Regions from separate parts of the Gossypium hirsutum genome. Here region 2 is linked to region 1. Evidence: chromatin contacts called from public Hi-C data. All regions are on one chromosome and are shown on one strand. Each heading gives the region's core, a stretch centred on a gene start, on an enhancer-like site or on the middle of the called end of the contact. The rest is flanking DNA. Distances are from core to core; before and after follow the strand shown. Region 1 has its middle 4.5 kb from the start of LOC121217033. Region 2 holds the start of LOC107952016 (alcohol dehydrogenase class-P-like).

Evidence for each region. Hi-C and Micro-C count contacts between places; a contact is called where the count stands out from the background.
Region 2: a contact with region 1 is called in a Hi-C map of leaf, with 2.4 times the contacts expected there. The contact joins the promoter of LOC107952016 here to the enhancer-like site in region 1. A contact is called at or near these places in 7 of 34 Hi-C or Micro-C datasets (cotyledon, hypocotyl, leaf and 1 more).

Annotation. Positions count from the first base shown.
Region 1 is chrA02:11,808,903-11,816,393 of Gossypium_hirsutum_v2.1, forward strand. It overlaps the pseudogene LOC107951518. Among protein-coding and RNA genes, the nearest start is that of LOC121217033, 4.5 kb to the left of the region's middle. Within about 2 kb of position 3,234, at least 3 of the 9 cell types and tissues checked have an H3K27ac peak or open chromatin away from gene starts, as enhancers often do. A contact at or near this core is called in leaf, where this site is marked.
Region 2 is chrA02:11,921,662-11,929,451 of Gossypium_hirsutum_v2.1, forward strand. LOC107952016 (alcohol dehydrogenase class-P-like) reads right to left here and starts at 3,204. Exons shown (of 10, transcript NM_001327593.1): 1 at 3,140-3,204; 2 at 2,827-2,963; 3 at 2,419-2,465; 4 at 2,005-2,330; 5 at 1,822-1,904; 6 at 1,645-1,720; 7 at 1,474-1,535; 8 at 1,226-1,321; 9 at 979-1,140; 10 at 440-892. The coding sequence starts at 3,173. The coding sequence ends at 776.

The sequences.
Region 1 (7,491 bases), core at 1,984-4,483:
TTCCTAATATCTTAGTCCCTGGCGACAGTGCCAAAAACTTGATGATCGTTTTATGGTTCACTAAACTAGGATACAATCACGACAAAGACAAGCATACCTATCGAATGATAGTAAAGCTATGGTGAGTCCAGAATATCGTATCCACAAGGACTAAAAGTACTGGTATTAACTATCTTTCTATTATTTAGCTTAAAATATAATAGATCTATTTCAATCTAAAATTAACTAACTAATTAACTACTACAAGCGAAAGAGAGTGAAGAAGATAATCGAATAAACCAATAATAAAAACAATACCCAAAGCAGAATCCACCTAGACTTTACTTATTATTCTGACTCTGAATCGAACGATTTATTCACTTGTCTTGATCCGTAGGAATCCCTAAATTATGCTAATATCTCTTTCGAGACTAAGAACAACTGACTCTAGGTTGATTAATTGAAATATCTTTCTAATTAAAACCCCTATTCGCATTAACTCGATTTATAGATTCCCTTATTAGATTGACTCTGATCCGGCAGATTTATGTCGTCCTATCTTTAGGATTGCATGCAACTCCACTTAATTTTGGTAGATCTACTCTTAAACAGAGGCTTTTGCTCCACTGAACAACATCAAGCTTGAATTAATATCCTGAAAATATTAAAACAAGTATTAAGAACTCATAATTAAGAATAAGAACAAGTATTTATCATTAAATTCAAAACATTAGATAATAAGATCCGTCTTAGGTTTCATCTTCCCTAGGTATCTAGGGAATTTAGTTCAACATTAGATAATAAGATCCGTCTTAGGTTTCATCTTCCCTAGGTATCTAGGGAATTTAGTTCATAGTATAAATGGAAGACATCTCAAATTTAGAAAAACAACAAGACATGAAAAACCCAAATAAACTTTCAAAGAAATTTGAATGGAGATATTCAATCTTGACGTGGATCTGCTTCTGAGACGATTTCAATGGCTTCCTTCGAGTAATTTCTACTTTCTGCTCTGCGTGTCCCCTTAAGTCTGCTTCTAGTGTGTTTATATAGACTTTAGAATGCTCAGAAACCCTAAAATTTGGCTTTTTCCGCGTATTTGGGAAACAGGGAGCGATATCGACATAGGCTGCCACATGGGCGTGTGCTTTGCCCGTGTGGAATTCGTCTTGGCCATGTGGATCTTTCAGTCAACCCGTTTTGTCCGTTTTTGGCCCGTTTTATGCTCCTTTTGTTCCCCTATGCTCTCTTAAGTATAAAATATGGAATTAAGGGATTAGGAGCATTTAATTCACTAAATTATATGATAAACCATCCAAAAATATGCTAAGTATGAGATTAAAATGTGTTACTTTTATGGTTTATCAGATCCCATAACAAGTTGACAGGTTTTACGCAAGGTGACCCTAGTAACTAATGGTTATGTTCCAATCAGAATCCAGCAGGATGCTATAGAAATGAATTTTCAAGTGGGAACCAACCTCTTGGACAGGTTTGTTGTTATCTTTTGGATTCACAAACTCTGTAACACCGAATTTCTTTACAAACTCTGTAACACCGAATTTCTTGGCTGCAACAATTAATAAGAATAAACATGATTAGTTTTGTAACTTTGCTTAACCAGAAACATAACCGATCTTGGAATGTTTTGTTCAAGTAACTACAAAACCAATGCTACCTTGTTCGAATCTGCTGGGGTTCAAATCAACGCCAATGATCCTCGAAGCACCAGAAACTCTTGCTCCTTCGGCAGACTAAATTGCAGAACAGAGAATTAATGATAAATAAGTCCTACACTCTTTCTAGTCGCCAAGAAGAAGAAAATATAACATCAAAGCGACAAGAATAACTCACAGCAAGACCGACAACTCCTAGTCCGAAAATCGCAACAGATTGACCCTTTTTTGGGTTTAACATTAACAGTGGCACCAAACCTACAAGAACAAAAGCAAAACAAGTTGTGAAACAAGAACTCCTTCACTTTCATATACATCGTTTACATATCCAAAAGAAAAGGGGGTAGAAAAATTTAGTCATTAACTAACCTGTGGACATCCCGCAGCTCAAAATACAAACTTTATCAAGTGGAGCACGTGGATTGATCTTGGCGACCTGGCCGACATGGACAACAGTATATTCGCTGAAAATAGACGTCCCAAGGACGTGGTAGATAGGCTTCCCGTTGATGGAAAACCTGGATTTTCCATCTTTAATCATTCCAACCCTATCAGTGTTGATTCGGAGGAGATCACACATGTTACTCTATTCAGACAAGCAATGGGAACACTCCTTGCATTCCCCAGTGAAGATGGGGAGAACATGGTCCCCTGGCTTTAGATCAGTCACGCCCTCTCCTACACTCTCCACAATCCTAAACAATAATCAAAGAAAAGGTTTAATGCGTATACACATAATAAGAATATTATAGGAACTGTAAATATTTAGACTGGCTATACATACCCTCCAGCTTCATGGCCAAGTATGCGAGGAAACAGTGGATTTTGTCCCTACAATAACAGAAACAATGTCAGAGTTAGATTGAAAATCTTTCTCCTAACAAGTTGAAGTAAGAAAAAAAGAGAAGTGTGAACCTTAGCATCCCAGAAGTAGACATCGGTGTGACATAAAGAAGTGAAGAGTATCTTAATACGAACTTCATCCTTCTGTGGTGGTGCCACTTCCACTTCCTCTATGGACAATGACTTCTCCGGCTCCCACGCCACAGCAGCTGCAATAATAGCACATCCACTGAATTAGAAAAATAATGGCCAACCATTGAAGAATATTCATCAAAGAAAGAGTGTTTTAACATGCATCAAAACCGCAAAAGTCAAAATCAACAGAAAAATTCAAAACCAGATAAATCCCAGAAAAAGAACCCAGTTATCGTATAACAAGCAATCGCACAATAGAGGGAGAGAGTCGAAAGATCACCTCTGCAACGAATGACCTGACCAGCAGTACTCATAATGGCTGTTAACAATAAAGTCTTCTTTGATTTGTCTGCTCACTAGTTTTTTCTTCTGTATGTAGTTTATGATGAAAGAAGAAAGCTAGCAAGAATCTATTTATAGCAGCTGAATTGAAACACATTTCCAGCTTACTAGATTACGTAAAGCACACCAAATGGTTTGGTTTTCCTCAAAATTACAGTTATGTTTCTAGGCGAATCGGTGTCTGGTTTTGGGTAGCAGTATTCACTGTTGTAGTGGTTTTGCATAGGCCGGTCAACCGTCAACTAGATTCTAGTGGTCCTAATAATGGGCGCCTCATGGATCCCTGAATTGTTACAATTTTCCTTATTGGGTAATATAAGGTATGAAGGTGAGGTTCAAGAAAACTAGGCCTACTCATTTTCTTTCCTTATTTGGAAGAAAACAAGATTAAGCGTATTGATTTGGGATAAATACCACTTGCCATTTAAATTCAGTATTTACTACGGATTCATTGCTTCATCCAATTCTATTATCTATGGGTTTTCGTTTTTTAACCAAGTAAACACCCAGGTTTCTTTTAAGCTTAAAAGTACTTTGTATGCAATAATATTATGGCTTCATATAACATTTAGTAATTGAGTTTTAATTTTTTTTAATTTGGCATTTAATTTTTTCCTAATTTGGCACATGAATTTAATATTTTTTTCTAATTTAGTACATAAGTCTTTTTTTAGGTTCAATTTGGTACCTAATTTTATTAAATGTTATAAAAATTACTCAAAATACTAGTAGGGTTAATTTTTTTTTTGTTATGCTACGAAAAATGTTCTCTAACGTAAGAGAAAATTCATGTTAAAAATATGCTTAATAAATTAACATTAGATAAGAAAAAAAATTAAAAACCCAATTAAAAGAAATCCATTAACAAATAAATAATTAAATAAATAAAACTAAAATTAATTGATCATATAAAATACAAAAGAAATATCATATCATTTGTCACATTTTGGTCATACATTAATTATTTTTGCTACTTCATAAAAAAAACATTGTTAGTATATTGAAGTAATTTGTAAATCGTTTGACAAGTTCAAGTACCAAAAAAAAAATTTAGGTGCCAAATTAGGAAAAAGAGCAAGTCCTTGTACCAAATTGGACCCCAAAAAAGACTAAGTATCAACTTAAGAAAAAATGTTAAGTTTAGGTACAAATTAAGAAAATGTCAAGTTTGGGTTCCAAAATGGACCAAAAAAAAGTTTAGGTACCAAATTAGAAATAAAATTGTCAAGTTCAAGTACCAAATGTTATATTAAGCCCTAATTATTTTCAATTTTATTTTTACTTCATTTATATACAAACAGTCCTCTCTATAATAGTCACCCATTATAATAGCATTTTGTTATAACAGAAGTTTTCAGAAAAATTGATTTTTAATTTGTTTTATTTTAACTCTCTACAACAACTTTTTACTTATAATAGCAACCATAGTTACGAAGTATATTCTTTATTAAATTAGCTCTCTGTAACAGCATATGGTCTAAATTTTTAAATGAAATTATAGCTATTTGATGATCGTTTTATGAATCACTAAACTAGACTACGATCACGACTAAGGCAAGTGCCCCTATCGAATGGTAGTATAGCTATGGTGAATTCAGAATATCGTATCCACAAGGACTAAAAGTACTAGTATTAACTATCTTTCTATTATTTAGCCTAAAATAAAAGAGATTTGTTTTAATCTAAAATTAACTAAACTAATTAACTAATGAACGCGACAGAGAGTGAAGGAAATAATCGAATAGACCAATGATAAAGACAATACCCAAGGAAGAATCCACCTAGACTTCACTTACTATTCTGACTCTGAATTAAATGATTTATTCACTTGTCTTGATCCGTAGAAATCCCTAAATTATGTTAATATCTCTTTCGAGACTAAGAACAACTGACTCTAGGTTGATTAATTGAAATCTCTTTCTAATTAAAACCCCTATTGTTGCATTAACTCGATCTATGGATTCCCTTATTAGATTTGACTCTAATCCGACAGATTTATGTCGTCCTATTTCTAGGATTGTAATCAACTTCGCTTAATTATACTAGATCTACTCTTAAACAGGAACTTTTGCTGCACCGAATAAGCACATCAAATTTGGATTAATATCCTGAAAATATTAAGGAAAGAATTAAGAATACATAATTAAGAAAAAAAACAAGTATTTATCGTGTAATTCAGATAATTAAATAATAAGATTCATTGTAGGTTTCATCCTACCTAGGTATTTAAGGAGTTTAGTTCATAATGTAATAGGAAAACATCTCAAAAATAGGAAAACAACAAAACATAAGAAACTCAAAAACTTCAAGAGAAAGTGGAGGGAGATCTTCAGTCTTGAAGGAGATCTGCTTTTGAGATGATTCCAATGGCTTCCTTCTAATAATTTCTACTTTCTAATCTGTATGTCCCCCTTAGGTCCTCTTTTAGTATGTATTTATAGACTTTTGAATGCTCAGAAACCCTAAAAATTGACTTTTTCAGCATGTTTGGGAAATAGGGAACGATATCGACACGGGCTGCCACATGGGCGTGTGACCAGCCCCTGTGGCTCACACGGGTGTGTGCTCAGCCCGTGTAGAATTAGTCTTGGCTGTGTGGGTCTTTAAATCAACCCGTTTCTTCCATTTTGGCCCGTTTTCTGTTCTTTTTGTTCCCCTATGCTCTCCTAAGTATAAAACATGAAATTAAAGGATTAGGAGCATCTAATTCACCAAATTAATTAATAAATCATCCAAAAATACACTAAGCATGGGATTAAAACATGTTATATTTATGGTTTATCAAATATCCCCACACTTAAGCGTTTGCTTGCCCTCAAGCAAAATCCTCAACTCACAATTAAGAGTAAACTTTCTCAACTCATAATTCTAATTAATAATGTTTTATCATAATTCACAAATAACCACACATTGATAATTCAACTAAAAGAGTACTAAATACACAAACAATCAAAGTCTAACATTTTTAAAGCATGAAAACATAGGTATTTCCCCTTATCTAGGTAATTACTCTTAATTCAAAACTGACAAGATTTGACATCCTCACTAAAGGTTCACTCAAATCACTTAAAGTGTTTAAGGTTCAAAAAATTAAGCACTTAAGAGTCAAACATGAAAAATTATTATCATAAGCTTGTATGAAAATCAAATCTCTACCACTATAATGAGATGACACACAAATCAAAAAGTCTTTTAAAGGGTTGTAATGGGGCTTGGGTTAAAGGTGCGGTTAAAGGCTGAACAAGAAAGTTAGAATCGAGATTGAATTGATAAATTACCTAACTAGAAAAACTAAACTAATACTGAATAATTACATCAATCAAAATAATTCAAGAATAAAATGAGCTTATTCTCAGAATATGAAATTTACTACTTAAGCTCAAACCAAAGAACTAGAAATAATCAACATAAATGTATAATAACATATATATTTTTTGAAATTTTTTTAAATGAATAAGAATAAAATAGATAGTAAGAGAAAAATTAATAATTTGGATAAAAGAACATAGTTAGGAAACTAACCAAATCAAATTTCGACAAAAAGGAAGTCAATAAAACGAGAACAATTCTCAATGAATCAAAAATGAGTTATGGATTAATATTAATGGGTAAATCAAGAAACGGTTTGTTAGGCTCAAAAGGGTTCACTAAGGGTTAATTATGAAGGTAGGCTTTTTATGGGATAAGTGGGTTAAAACCTAGGTGCCTTTATCATCTTAGTATATCAAATCAAAGGTGTGGTCTCAACATGTATAATCGAAGCAAGTTCTAGAATAAAAATTCAATATTGACACACTCATAACCAATAACAAAGTGAGCAAGAAAAAAAATGTATGCTCTAAAGGTTCAAAATCTCACAAAAATTATGGCTTTTGATGTCAATCTTGCAAATTTCAAACTTCAAGGTAATACCTCAATTTAGGGAAACAACCTAAAAATTTTAATTCTAAAAATAGACTTATCATGCTTGATTCTCTAGTGTCTTAAAGTTTGAACCATCAATGCACAAATACCTATGAATTTAATCTAAAATATATCAATAAGAAGCATAAATCGAGGAAAAGTTCATTCTAATAATGATATGAGAAAATTGCTTAAAAACACAAGGCAGAATTCAGGGATTTTCAAATAATCATATTAATAACCTCCCCACACTTAAGATGTACATTGTCCTCAATGTACAAACAAATATAATCATAAAGTAAACAAAATATCATAAGAGATGGAAAGAATTGAAACTGCCCTGACTGTTGGATGAAATTCTTAAAATAGTGAAAAACGTGATTGTAGATAAATGTAGAGGTAGTGCAAAATTCTGAGCAACTGATAAAAAGATAAACACAATACTGAAGAATATTAAAAAGGGTTACTCGATTAGAAACAACCATAATAATTAAAATAGAGTTCAAAATATAAAGAGAAAAATAAAAATAAGGATAAAAATAAAAATAAAAATAAACATAAAGAATCATCAGAGAAGTCAGCATCGTGAACCGTTGGTGCTGACGATGAAATA
Region 2 (7,790 bases), core at 1,954-4,453, 110 kb after region 1:
AATTGAACCAACCACTAATCCAATTCATAATTCATTTAGCAAATATAATTAACATTAATTCAATAGTCTTTATTTGTTGAATTTGGATTATTATAGAGACTAAATTTTGTAGCTTATTTTAATGAATAGTTAACAACATTATCAATTATACTTGTTTGCTTATTTTCTAAAACTACTTGGTTTATTTTGAATTTGACCAAATTACTGAGTAAGGATCTCCTAAATATTAATTCTTTAATTTTCGTAGCATTTGAACAATATTTTCAATATATATATATCTTGGTTTATGCTGGTTGATTTCTGTGTGTGATGCCAAAAATAGCTTACTTGCTATCACCTTCTATTGTTTCACCGTTTCAATGGAAAAAAAATTTTCATCCAAGTGAATAATAATGCTTTCGAACAATCACTGTAACATCAACATATGATAAAAATGTAGATATAATCTTTCATTTTAATTCCAACATGTCATCCATTTGTTTCGTTTAGACATCTTACACATATGACATTTTCATGTTATTAGGGATTATCCCATCAAACCTTGCTCAGCAATATGTTCCATTTTCTAAAACAAATTAAAATGATTTTTTGAAAATTCTATCTCCAACAAGAAGCATGCAGAGCAAAGCAACTAGAGAGGATCATAGAAATGCATGATAAGATAAAAATTTACCATTAAAAACAGCACAACGATGTAGCATTATATTACATTATTTATTCCCTTAAAATGCACATATACTTAACAAAAAGCCCTTCATCCATGGCCAGCCAATCCTTATGCATCCATGCGAATCACGCACCTCAGGCCCTCGCCAGCAAGCATGTACTCAAATGCCTTGTTAATCTCAGAGAAGGGAACAGAGTGAGTGATGAACTTATCAAGTTCAAGTTCCTGCAATATCAAAGACATCGCAGTCAATTTGCTCTTTATTGGTACTTGCACAAAGATAAAATGCTTAAACAGGAAGGTAAACTCACCTTGTTCATGTATCTCTCAACGACAGCAGGAATATCAGTTCGAGGTTTGTAGTTGCCAAAGAAAGTACCCTTGAGAGTCCTTTCATTCAGTAGATTCACTGGATGAGTTTTGAATGCATCGTCTTTGTTGGGAACCCCCACAAGCACTGCAACTCCCCAACCCTGAAAATTTATGTCATTTCAGCTAAGGATGGCAACGTAAAAAGATACAATCTAACATCGAGAAAATTTTTTTGAAGATAATTACATCGTGGACACATTCAAATGCAGAAATCATGGCCTGGATGCTCCCGGTACATTCAACACTGCGGTCGACTCCTCCACCAGTCATCTCAGCAATGACCTGATTATTAGAATCATTTTTATAATAAGGATCTCAAACAAGTTGATTATATAATGCAGGCATGCAGCTTTTATGCATAGTAACCCTAGTATAGATGGTCATGTTCGAAACAGAATCCAATACAATTTCTGAAATTTCAAGTGGGAAGTAACCTCTTGAACAGGTTTGTTGTGATCTTTGGGATTCACAAACTCCGTAACACCGAAGTTCTTGGCTGCAAGAAGTAATGAGAACAAGCATGATCAGTTTTGTGACTTTGCTTAACCAGAAACAGAACCATTCTTGCAAGTTTTTGTGTAAAATAACTACGAAACCAATGCTACCTAGTTCGAATCTGCTAGGGTTCAAATCGACACCAATGATCCTGGAAGCCCCAGAAACTCTTGCTCCTTCAGCAGCCTAAATATCAGAACAGAGAATTACAGAAAAATCAGTCTAACGCTTTTTGTGTTGCCAAGGGGAAGAAAACATATAACATAAATGCGACAAGAATAACTCACAGCAAGACCGACAGCACCTAGTCCAAATATTGCAACGGATTGACCCTTTTTGGGTTTAGCTACATTCACAGTGGCACCAAACCCTGCAATAAAAGTAGTGAAACAAGAACATCCTCACTGTCATTAACACCATTTATATCTCCCGAAAAAAGGAAAGACAAAAATGAAATCCAAGTCCCCAACCTGTGGACATTCCGCAGCTTAGAACACAAACTTTATCAAGCGGAGCCTCAGGATTGATCTTGGCAACCTGGCCGACATGGACAACAGTGTATTCACTGAAAGTAGAGGTGCCTAGGAAGTGGTAGATAGGCTTCCCATTAATGGAAAACCTGGATTTTCCGTCATTAATCATTTCACCCCTATCAGTGTTGATTCTGAGGAGATCACACATGTTACTTTCTTCTGACAAGCAATGGGGACACTCCTTGCATTCCCCCGTGAAGATGGGGAGAACATGATCACCTGGCTTTAGATCAGTCACCCCCTCACCTACACTCTCCACAATCCTAAATATTCAAAAGAAAAGGGTTAATGTGTATACATATAATGATAATATTGTAGGAACTGTAAACATTTAAACAGACATATACATACCCTCCAGCTTCATGACCTAGTATGCGAGGAAACAGAGGGTTTTGTCCCTACAAGAAGAGAAAATTGTTGTCAATCACAATGTGAGAGATAAGTATCAGAGAATCAAATCTAAGAGAAAAAAAAACTGAAGCAAATGCTTATTGCGTAGTCTTGGATGAAGGGAGCAATGGAAGCAATTTATCAAAAAGAATCATCCTTTTATGAAGTTCACCATTGGTCAAAGCCAATGTGGAGGATAAAATTAGAAGTTCGGCTAAAAATAGATTAGACTCCCAAAATCAAAATAATCAAAATAATCAGCAATATTGCAGATTCAGGGCATTGTAAAAACTTTTACTTCTTCAACAGTTATAAACCAATCGACAAAAACAAGTTGAAGTAAGAGAGAGAGAGAGAGAAGTGTAAAACCTTAGCATCCCAGAAGTAGACATCGGTGTGACATAAAGAAGTGAAGAGTATCTTAATACGGACTTCATCCTTCTGCGGTGGTGCCACTTCCACTTCCTCTATTGACAGTGGCTTCCCCGACTCCCATGCTACCGCAGCTGCAATAATACCACAACCACTGATTTAGCAAAGCAATCGCCAGCCATAAAAGAATTTTAATCAAAGAAAGAGAAGCATCAAAACCAACAGAAAACATTCAAAGCCAAATCCCACAAAGAACAGTGATCATATAACCAGAAGCAATCGCATATGAGAGAGAGAGTGGATGGATCACCTTTGCAACGGATGACTTGACCAGCAGTACTCATAATGGATGTTAACAGAAATAAAGTCTTCAATTTATCAGATCACTTGTTTTTTTTTCTTGTGTATTTCTCTTTTCGTGCTTGATGAAGAATGTAGAACGCTAACTGACACTATTTATAGCGGAACCCAATCCCAGCTCACTCCAATATGCAAAACCACAAGCCAATGGTTTGCTTCAGTCAAATGACAATTTAGCCAAGCGAATCAGTGTGTGGTTTCTCTATGGTAGTATTCCTTTTTGTCGTGGTTTTGGACGGGCCTCTCAATTTGTAATTAAAATTAATATTATGTCCCTAAATTTTATTGTATGATTTTTAATGTTATAATAAATTATTTTTGATCATTTTTAAGATAAAAAAATATTTATGTAATTTTTGAATTATTTTTTATGTTAATATTATTTTTTATAGTTGGAATTTTGATTGACTAGGCTGAGTTGAAATGGTTTAACCCATAACTAGGGGCGGCTGATTGAGAGTTTTCAATCGTTTTCCTGATTGGGCAAGAAGGCATCAAGTTGGGTCAGCCTACAGATTTGGAAAACCACCTGCCATTAAAACCCTGTATTTCCAAAATTTATGGTTTTTATCAAATAATCACCAAGGTCCCCTTTTTCTTTATGTTCATTAGGTTTCCCTTTTAGTTTACAAAAATAAAATTTAAGCATTAGCTTTGGATACATTATTAAACAAAATTTATATTTACTTATATATTAAAAAGCTTCATACGCAAATTCTATAAAAAAAATTAGTTCCTTTTAAATTTTAATTTTTTTAATATTATAATTAGTGTTTAAAAAAAATAATTTTTTTATTTCTTTCAAAATTTTAAAAGTTTTTAAATTTGATTTCTTTTATAGGGTTTGTAATTTTTTTAATGATAAATTTAATAACATTTTTAAATTAATACAAAGTTGTATTGAAATATTAATTTGGTAAAGATAAAATTTAATAATTGTAATATTTAAGTATAAAGAGTATATAAATATTAATTAGATAAAAAATTAATTTACATATTTATAATATCTAATACAAATTGAGCATTTAATTTATTTTACTTTTTTTTTAAATTCTGGTGATCTAAGATTATTTCAAATTTAAAAATACATTACTGAAAGTAGGCACGGCCCACTACTTTGGACATGTATATTTTATATAAATATCTTGTCCCCTTATTTATATAATGGGATTTGATACTAAAACACTATAACATTCACTTTTTTAACTCAACCATTTTAATCAAAATTATTTTTAATTTTTATTTTAATTTTTAATATTTTTATAACATAAATTATTATGAGTCGCATATTTTTTTTATAATAAACTATTTTTTAAAGGAGGAACTGTCATTCATCATAGAGTTACATAAAATATTAGTTAAACTACTAACAAAATCCTTAAATTAAATTAATTTTATCCTATACTTTATTCTACCCAAAGAAGTCTCTATCATTTGATTTATTCTTCAGTGTGACAAAAATATACACTTAATTAAAAAATAAATTTTAAGGACATGCTTAATATAACAATCTATTTTTCTCATCGTTACATGACGGACCAAACACTATAAGCTAGCATGATCTATATACGTAAGTCTCCATAAAAATAATAAAATATATTATATGAATTTTTTCTTTACATTATAAAAATTATTAAATTTCAATTTTAGTCTCTCTATTATGTTTAAATTTGAGATTTAATATTTATACTTTAATTTCGGTGAATGTACTAACGAAATGCTGAGACTAGATTAAATTAGTCACTCTACTATTAAATGGTACAACTTAATCTCTGTAATAGGGGTGAGCAAAATTCGTTTCAACTTGAAAAAATAAAAAAAAAAGTTGAATTTCGAACTTTGAATGAATTCAAAATTTCTGCTGGTTTTGATGCTTCTCTTTCTTTGATTAAAATTCGTCTATGGTCGGCGATTGCTTGGCTTAATCAGTGGTCGGGGTATTATTGCAGCTGCGATAGCATGGGAGTCGGGGAAGCCACTGTCAATAGAGGAAGTGGAAGTGGTACCACCGCTGAAGGATGAAGTCCATATTAAGATACTCTTCACTTCTTTATGTCACACCGATGTTTACTTCTTGGATGCTAAGGTTTTACACTTCTCTCTCTCTCTCTTACTTCAACTTGTTTTTGTCGATTGGTTTATAACTGTTGAAGAAGTAAAAGTTTTATACAAAGCCCTGAATCTGCAATATTGCTGATTATTTTGATTATATTGATGTTGGGAGTCTAATCTATTTTTAGCCAAAGTTCTTATTTTATCCTCCACATTGGCTCTTGCCAATGGTGAACTTCATAAATTTCTCGATGTTAGATTGTATCTTTTTACGTTGCCATCCTTAGCTGAAATGACATAAATTTTTAGGGTTGGGGAGTTGCAGTGCTTGTGGGGGTTCCCAACAAAGACGATGCATTCAAAACTCATCCAGTGAATCTACCTAACATTTAAATATACATACCCTCCAGCTTCATGACCTAGTATGCGAGGAAACAGAGGGTTTTGTCCCTACAAGAAGAGAAAATTGTTGTCAATCACAATGTGAGAGATAAGTATCAGAGAATCATATCTAAGAGAAAAAAAACCTGAAGCAAATGCTTATTGCGTAGTCTTGGATGAAGGAATCAATGGAAACAATTTATCAAAAAGGGTCATCCTTTTATGAAGTTCACCATTGGTCAAAGCCAATGTGGAGGATAAAATAAGAACTTCGGCTAAAAATAGATTAGACTCCCAACATCAATATAATCAAAATAATCAGCAATATTGCAGATTCAGGGCCTTGTAAAAACTTTTACTTCTTCAACAGTTATAAATCAATCGACAAAAACAAGTTGAAGTAAGAGAGAGAGAGAGAGAGAAGTGTAAAACCTTAGCATCCCAGAAGTAGACATCGGTGTGACATAAAGAAGTGAAGAGTATCTTAATACATTCAAAGCCAAATCCCACAAAGAACAGTGATCATATAACCAAAAGCAATCGCATATGAGAGAGAGAGTGGATGGATCACCTTTGCAACGGATGACTTGACCAGCAGTACTCATAATGGATGTTAACAGAAATAAAGTATTCAATTTATCTGCTCACTTGTTTTTTTTTTCTTGTGTATTTCTCTTTTCGTGCTTGATGAAGAATGTAGAAAGCTAACTGGACACTATTTATAGCAGAACCCAATCCCAGCTCACTCCAATACGCAAAGCACAAGCCAATGGTTTGCTTCTGTTAAGTGACAATTTAGCCAAGCGAATTAGTGTGTGGTTTGTTTGTGGTAGTATTCCTTTTTGTCGTGGTTTTGGACGGGCCTCTCAATTTATAATTAAAATTAATATTCTAAAAAACTTAAAAAATTTTAATAATTCATATATATAATTTGATACTTTAATTTGACTTTAATTTTTTTATATTCAAATCAAATATTATCATGTTAGAAATATATGTTTAAAAATATATATAAATACTTAATTACGCTAAAAAAACAGATTAAAATCAAATATATGCTTTAATATAAATAATATAAAAATCATTTAATTAAAAATTAATGTTAAACTAATAAAAACACAAATATCTAATTAATCATTAAAACTAAAGTGAAAGTGAAGTAATATTTTAAAAAAATAAATGTTCTCTAAAACAATTCACTATTTAATTCAATTTTGATTCAATTCAATTTTTACAAATCACTACCAATATTATTGAATTGGCACCATTTTATGTTGAGAAAAAGAAAATAAATGTATGTATTCATTTTTTTAAATACGTACAATTGAATTAAAATCAAATTTTCATGTATAAATATAAACCACAATTTAAATTTTCAGTGTATAATTGTACCAAATCAAAGTTCACATATCAAATTACACATTAAATCAAAATTCATGTATAAATTTAATATTTATTCCTTAAAAAAACTAGTTCACCATACTAGTACCTACATATTAAAATAATGTCCATGGCATTCTCCATGTGACATGTGTATTCTTTTTCTTATATGATTTTTTTCTTTACATTATAGAAAAATATTAAATTTCAATTTTAGTCTCTCAATTATGTTTAAATTTGAGATTTAATTTTCATACTTTTAATTCCGGTGAATGTACCAACGAAATCCCTCTATTATAAAGACTGGATCAAATTAGTCCCTCTGCTATTAAATGGTACAACTTAATCTCTGTACTAAGGGTGAGCAAAATTTGTTTCAACTCGAAAAAATCGAAAAAAAGTTTGAAATTCGAATTATTCGAATCAATTTAATTGAGTTAAGCGAGTTAATCAAATAAACTCATTTTTTTAAAGTTTCGAGTTTGAATTGAGTTGAATTCTCGAATTCGAATAACTAAAATAATTTGAATAAACTAAATATCAAATCCTTTTATTTTTCTTCCCCCAACCTCCCTCCAACCCTTTTACTTTCCCCAAAATTTTTTTACTTCCCCTCAGACCCCCAAAACTTTTTCCTTTTATCCCCCCCAAAATAACTTTTACTTCCCTCAAACCCCCCAAAATTTTTTTCCTTTTACTTTCCCCTAAAACTTTTACTTCCTCTTAAATCTCAAAAACTTTTTTTTTTGAATTTATGTCTACTATTTATATTATTGAATTAAATTTCA